2 separate regions of the Bos taurus genome follow, and region 2 is linked to region 1. A link is a contact called in public Hi-C data. All regions are on one chromosome and are shown on one strand. Each heading gives the region's core, a stretch centred on a gene start, on an enhancer-like site or on the middle of the called end of the contact. The rest is flanking DNA. Distances are from core to core; before and after follow the strand shown.

Region 1 (3,562 bases), core at 148-2,647:
CCTAATAATTAAGGTTCTCCATAATTTGATGCTATGTATAACTCTGAGCAACCCTTCACAGAATATCCTCTCTGGCCTCTGGCTTGTTTCCTATATCCAGAATACACACTTTGGTCAGAAAGAGCCACCAACAGGAGCTAGGGATGGGAGCTAGATCAAAGGGGAACATATGGGCAAACAGATCATGCTGAGTCACTAGCCAGGGAGGCCTACGACGGACGGGAGGCTGTTAGAACGCTTGTGGTAAGGGTTGGAGTCACACCTGTATGGACAAGCTCTGGCTGAGGCTTGCTCCCTGTGAAGGCCTAGTTTCTATCCCAGTTGAGCTGCCTTAAAGCAGTGGGGTCTTACAGCTGTTCCTGAACAGACACCTGATGCACATCCCACACACTTTAATCTCTGGGTTCATGGCATCTTCCTCACCTCAGGGCCTGTTTTCTTCCCTTTGTGTCTATTTGAATCCCCACCCCCATCCTTCAGTGCTCAGCATCAAAACAGAACAATGAGGCTCTGGCCTGTCTCCAGCGACCTGTTTCTTAGGTCCTGATACCTGACACCATTCCCTGACTCATCTCCACAATTCCACGTGGCTCTCTCCTAGTTCCATGGTATTCCCAAGTCCATATTGCTTATATGGACTTGATTGCATTCAGGGACTTTATGGATACTGCCTCTGAGATCTATTCAGGTGGAGTGGTCTGAATGTGAACGAGGAGGTGTCTCTTAACCATTAGATTTAAATACCAGTCTAAGGTAACAAAGCACCATAAACTAGGAATGGAATTCAGCAGCTTAAAGCACAATAAATTCTTATTGCCCATGGCTAAAATGACACAAAATATTATTCCAGAATAAGGGAGAAAGAAAGTAAAGCTATCATGGAAAAATATGAGGTTAACTTTTCCAGCATGCTTAATGGCACCTGAGTAATCCAAGAGTTATTGAACTTGAAAATAAGCAATTGCTGCACACTCCGCTAATGACTGGGCAATGATAGTAAGTTATGACACTCTCTCATGGTGATGAACCTAAAATAAAAGTTTACAATGCACACATTTAATCTGGAATAAATTTATCATTCATAATGCCAAAATTAAAAAAAAGAAGCAGGTTTAAATGCCTATGAATTCTGATCAAAGTGACGTGGAAAAAACTCAATACCAAGTTTGTTATGAGAAACAGAATAGGGCTACTCATTACCATATCTATGTTTTAGTTTTATCCAGATCAGAAACAGAAAAACCAGAAGCTTTTGCCATCTGCCTGTATGCATTCTTTGCTAATTTTAGATGTTAACAAAAAACTAAAGGTAATCTTTCTGTGCTATAACCCTAAAGATACCAAGCCTTGTGGCCATGCTGATAAGTTATGATCAATATTATTGAGAAACCACTGGCTTCCTATCCCCTGTTAGCTGGCACAGAGAAGAGTAGAGGAAATTTCAACACTGAGTCAAGGGAAGAATTCTAGCTGCCATGACCAACATCTGGGGCCAAATACAGTTAGCATGAAGACTTTTTCCATTCTGTAGGCCTATTTTTCCCAGGCCTTTGAAGACAAAAGAATTCTTTTCCATCTTGACCATATCTAGGGGTCATTCTGGGGGTGGAGGTTGCTCTGGCATCCCCATGGCTCTGGAGTGAGGGGTCCAGAACATGGATGCCCTAGAGCAAGTTTCTGCTACAAGAAGGTGTCAGCCTCATGGGCAATAACTGGGTGTAGGCTCCCAATGACAGATGACAGGGAAGGTGCCCCTGGTGGAGCTACTGAAACACTTGCCTTGAGGAGTCTTTCTGGCTTGTTTTTAGGCCCTACCTACAAAACGAGGTTTATATAGATTGCCTGGATTAAGGCAGGTACTGATACTGCCGTTTTCTCATTGAAAGCTGGTTATAGCTCTGTTGAGGTAAGAAGAGGTCATGGAGGAGCACTGGGATACAGCCGGTGATGGGGAGAAGAGATGCAGGAGCTGTTTTTCACTGCTGTGTCTGTTCTCTAAGTCCAGCACCATCAGTCTGACTGAGAGGATCTGGACTGTGGCACCAGCCCAAGAGGATTCAGAGAGGAGCCCTTTCGGACTCTGGCCAGGCTCAGGTCCAAACTAAGAACTGAATTCACCTCATATGGAAAGTCAGCCAAGTTTCCACTGGTAAATCTGGATTCTGTACACAATTTAGTGATTTCCTGTTGGCCACCCCCCACTGCTGCCTCCCTCCCACCTGCAAGCAGTCACCCATCCATAAATCCTGTCCAGCCCTGGATTTCTGCCCAGTGTTCCAGAGGGTTGGACTCACCAAGGAGAGCAGAATTCCCAGGATCCAGGACCAGCTGTGTTCCCAGTGGAGACGTCAGCACCGAAGGAAGGTTCAGTCCAGTGGCTGAGAGCAGGGCCCTGATGTCGTCCAACTGTGTGGGGACGTGGGGGGGCTCTGTGAGAAGGAGGATGGGGCATCAGGCAGGTTAAAGCATAAAGGCTGTGCTAAGGGGACAGGGAGAGGCAGCCATGCATGGAAGTGTGTCCATGTGTAAGGCAGGTGTTACTATTTTTACCTCTAACATCACTTTGCCTAGAGAGAAGGTGTTCCCATCAAGGTGAGTCTGAATTTCAAACATAATACTTGATGTCCGAAACTGTACAGTCAGTGATAAGAATCAGGCATGTTGATTTCTGGAGTTCCTTCCTTACTGTATACCACTTTCTACCACAGGTGCTCTATAAACTTAGCTAACTGAAAGTATATTATAAAGACACTTTGAAAAAGCCAAAGCTTCTTCAGAACTATATGCCAAGTCCTGTGCTAAAATAATTTTCATTCCTTGTTTCATTTAACTCTTAAAACGACCTTTAGAGGGAGGAACTTTGTTATTGTCCCCACAGGCAGGGATAAGTCACAGGAATTTCTTATTTCTAAAGATCTTGTGAGTGGCTTTTTTCTGGGAAGGAAGGGGTACAGTTGTGAGGCTAGGGGTTCACTTTGTGATCTGGATTTTTTATGTCTAAGTAAGACCAGAGAAGCAGTTCAGGGATGATGTGTTAGTCAAAATCTTGTAATGAGTCAGGGCTGATGTAACCAGGAATTAGTTAACCAGAGCTAAAAGTGACAGAAAGGGAAGCACGGTGGCTTGCTTATTAATTTCCTTGAGCAAATAAAGAGGCAAGCAGCTGCTGAACACAGTGGTAGGATGATCCCAGATTCTGCTGAGAAAGAAGCAGGACTCTGCTCCCCGCTCTTCCCGAGTCTCCTGGCGCACTGCAATTCACACTCCAACGCCAACTCCCACCTTTTTCTCTAGAGCACTTGTTGGAGTGGAAGGAGAAGCAGAAAGGTTGTCCTTGTAATTGATGGCCATTTCAGCAGCGTTCAGAGAGGGCCTGCTGTGTGCTTGTCACCGTGTTCAGTACTTGTTAGAAATGGTAAATAAGGAAGTCACAGTGGGGCCTGGATCCACTTCAGCAACACGCCTTCTGTCTACTCTGCCTTTGACTGCAAAGACCATCACGTACAGAAAGCAGTGATAAGCTTACATATTTATATATAAAAATTCAATATTATAAAGACAT
Region 2 (3,835 bases), core at 283-2,782, 130 kb after region 1:
TCTCCATGAAAACACTTAAGAACTCCACGGTCTGAAATTGGAAGACTTAGAAACAAATGAGAACCTCAAGGTCAAGACTATTAAATGCCTACAAAGTGACCTGATGGAGAAAATTGATTCTCTGCTTGTACTTGTTCCACTATCCATTCCTTTTCAACTACATATGAACAATTTGGGCACATGTATTTTTACATTCCCAGCAATGACAAAAGATGCTTTTATAAAAGAGTTTCCCAGATGTCATGGTTTAGAAGACAGTTTGGGAAATCATTTTAATATAGATATTTTTATACCAGTTAAGAAAGAAACTTTGCTGGGAATGCAGATCCTTGATGTGACAAGAGGGGTTATTGATAGCTAGGGAGGGAGATCTGATGGGAAATCAGCCAGCCTTTCCTTGCCTATCAAAATCTCTCTTGGGAGTATATATGGGAGTTAGTAGCCATATGGTGGTGGTTTAGTCGTTAAGTTGTGCCCGACATTTTGTGACCCCATGGACTGTAGCCTGCCAGGCTCCTCTATCCATGGGGTTTTCCAGGCAAGAATACTAGAGCGGGCAGCCATTTCCTTCTCCAGGGGATCTTCCTGACCCAGGGTTGAACCAGAATCTCCTGCATTGCAGGAGGATTCTTTACCAATTGAGCCACCAGGGAAGCCCAGTGACCACATTTCCATTACTGTATTTTTTACAGTAGTACAAAAGATCATAATCTTAAAGAATTAATTATTGACTTAAATACCTTCTTCTCCCACTATTGTTTCATCACTAACACCTGAAATAGAAAAATGACTGAATCTGTTATCACCATGGACTAGACCTAAGAGAACCAGATCTATATACATGGAAACATTGAACACTATTTAAATAATATTCATTCAGTGATAAAGCTTCAGGAACTCTCTAAGTGTGTAAAGAAGTGAGGTATGATGCAAGGACCCTAAACAGAGAAATAAACAGCAGGACTAGTCCCAAATATCACTGACTAGATGTGTGATCTTGAAAAAAATCACTCAGCTCTCTGTATCTCAGTTTGCACATCGATAAAATGGCAGCGGGATCAGCTTTAATCTTTAAACTCCCTTCCAGTTCCAGGTAACCTCAGTGTTAACTGTCATTATACATCCTTTCCCTTTGTCAACAGATATTACTTTGGCAACCAGCTGAGAAAGTCAGAGGTGGCGTACTCTGTCCTTGGGAACAACAGACGGTTTTGTCCTCTTTGATCTGGGTTCATACCACGTGCACTGAGGTAAGGGCATAGACAAATAAAACTGAATGTCAAGAGCACTGCCAGCCCCGTGTCAGCAGTGTTTCTCAGTCAGATACACTGAGATATAGTGCAAAATATCAGAATGACAAGTAAAAGTAAAAGCATTACTTGTGTTAGCTACTCATAGCTGACAGTCTAAGAGAGACAGGCCCAGAGAGAAATACATCTGTGTTTCATTCAGTCTGCTTTAGGTTTAGAGTGGTTTCCTCCCCCTCCTTAGCCTTCTTGGACTAGAGACAATCACGGGACACAGCTGCCCTCAGAGAGAGACACTACAGTGAAAGGCAAGAGGAGGGCAATGATCTGAGGCCTAGCCCCTTCTTACCTCCTCCACAGGACTCGGAGCACTTGGTGAAGCCCTCATACTCCCAGTCGTAGAGCTGGTCAAAGTCCTGCAGGCCACCCAAGAGGCCATCTGTCTCTTCCAGGTTAAATTCGGGAGTCTCCCCGTGGCATGGTCCTGCGTAACAGGGGCGCTGGGACGCTGGCTTGGGTCCTTCACATTCGTCAACGGGCAGGTCGGCCACGGACTGAGAGAAAGACAGGAGCACCTGGCACCTGACTATTCGCACCTGGGTCCCCACACCACAGGTGACCGTGCAGGCCGACCAGGCCTCTGGGATGAACCTGCAGTCCGCAAGCAAACAAGAGGACAGGATGAGAAGCCCCAAGCAGGAGACCGCAGGCACCGGGAGGGGCCACATCCCACCTGCCACTGGGGCCCAGGGCCGTCTCAGGACGTGCTCAGGGCTCTGCCACCCTGTCCTGTCCTGTGCTGGGTGCTTCAGTGCAGCCCACGAGCTCATCTGCCAGTCTCTGGATTGGTTTCTTCGTGCGTGTCACATGAACCCCCAGCTGGAAGATATTCCAGCCACAGACCACCTGCTTTCTCCCAGCTTTGCACCCACAGTGGTGGCTCTTCAGAGCAGGGAACTGATTTCTTCTCTCTTGATCTAAATTCCAGCCCTTGTGCCTCCTGCGAGATGTTGGCTATTCTTACACCAGACTAATACTGATACTAAAAACTATAACAAAGTAAGCCCTTAGAGATATTTAAGGAAGTATATATATTTTTTTGTTTTAGTCTGGATTTCAGATTCTGTAACTTTCTTTGCTTTTTTGCTCAATGTGCTTCCCAAGATTTATTTATATATAGAAAGAGAAAGAGGATTTTTTTTTTTTAAGTTTCCAAGAATGGAGCAAAGCCTTGTTCCTCACACATTCTTTGAATTAGTCTGGCCTGCGATTCTTTTTATATCTGAGAGAAAAGCCTTGCTACAAATTTAAATCCACAGGCATGTCACTGTAAACGAGGGGTTTTGCATCCATACATGTTTGTTTGACAGCCTTCAGTCCCTCCCCACCAAGCGAAGTCACATTAATGAGAACTTCCCTGAGTTTCTCTAGAATGTAGGACAATATCCAAATTCCAAAAAAAAAGAAAAAAAGACTGTTTTCCTCCAACTAATCAACAATTGCCATGTCTGCAATGACCTTGAGAAGTATCCAGGGAAAAAAATCCCTGAGGGCACCACTAACATTTTCACAAAGTTAGTATAATAATCTGGAGAAAGGACTTTGGAATACAAATCTTAAAAAATTTTTTTTCTATGATCTTACTGCTTTTGCACTGGGAGTCGTGCTGAGGAGGCATGCAAATCTGGCTCTTTAACCCTGATTTTGGCAGAGAAGGAAAGAAGTGATAAGAAGGTTATAGCATTAAGTCCCAGCAAGTGAAAATAGTTCCCATCTAGTTTAGAGAAGCTGAAATTCTAACAGGAAATTGATCCAAGTTTTCAAACTGGAAGAAGCAAAACAAAGTTGTGGCCTGAACCTGGGCTGTGTCCTGAGCAGGGAGACTGGAACAGAGACCCAGAGCCACGGTGTCTGAGGCAGGGAGGGGTCCCCTGACAAAGGATTTGACACTTGCTACCTTTGAAGAGCCACCCCCGAGAGGAGGATGAGGGTCATACACAATCGTGTCAGGAAGGTGGATTAAGGAGGAAGCATCACCCCGAATCATTCCCAAGAAATTCTCATCACAAGGTCGCCTCCCTCTTTCGTTTTTTAATTCCTGACTCCATCTTCTGGCACCTCGGGAATGTAGTAGGGAGAACGCATCCAATAAGATTAAAGTATCTTTCTCTCTTTAAATAATGCTACCTGTAGCCGTCTTTTAGGAATATAAAACCAAACTCTGCAATCAAAATAGTTTTAACCCCCTTACTATACATTCGCATCTGTCTGCCTGAGTCCTGGGACAAAAATCATAACAAAATATACAAGCAGTGAATTTTACAACCCAGGTAATAGACAGAAAGGAAAATATACCCCATACTATTGTATATATGAGAGAAACCCCAAAGCAAGTGATATGTCTTTAAACTTTGATAACAGTGATGAATACTGCTTCTTTAATAATGTGGTCCTGAATTTTGTTTTCAAATAAAAAAGATGACAAGATCTCAGAAAGAACAGTAACCTATTAGCTTTTCCAATCCAGTAAGGATTATTACTCTGTCGGCTATAATAGCCCTTTTCAGTGACCATTACAAAAGACTAAG

The links. A called contact is a pair of places that touch in the nucleus more often than the background predicts.
Region 2: a contact with region 1 is called in a Hi-C map of liver, with 2.9 times the contacts expected there. The contact joins two enhancer-like sites. A contact is called at or near these places in 2 of 11 Hi-C or Micro-C datasets (liver and skeletal muscle).

Annotation. Positions count from the first base shown.
Region 1 is chr8:25,419,649-25,423,210 of ARS-UCD2.0, forward strand. ADAMTSL1 (ADAMTS like 1) reads right to left here. Exons shown (of 29, transcript XM_059889384.1): 23 at 2,295-2,429. Among named protein-coding and RNA genes, the nearest start is that of SAXO1, 220 kb to the left of the region's middle. Within about 2 kb of position 1,398, at least 22 of the 102 cell types and tissues checked have an H3K27ac peak or open chromatin away from gene starts, as enhancers often do. A contact at or near this core is called in liver, where this site is marked.
Region 2 is chr8:25,551,594-25,555,428 of ARS-UCD2.0, forward strand. It overlaps ADAMTSL1 (ADAMTS like 1), which reads right to left. Exons shown (of 29, transcript XM_059889384.1): 14 at 1,597-1,898. Among named protein-coding and RNA genes, the nearest start is that of SAXO1, 350 kb to the left of the region's middle. Within about 2 kb of position 1,533, at least 13 of the 102 cell types and tissues checked have an H3K27ac peak or open chromatin away from gene starts, as enhancers often do. A contact at or near this core is called in liver, where this site is marked.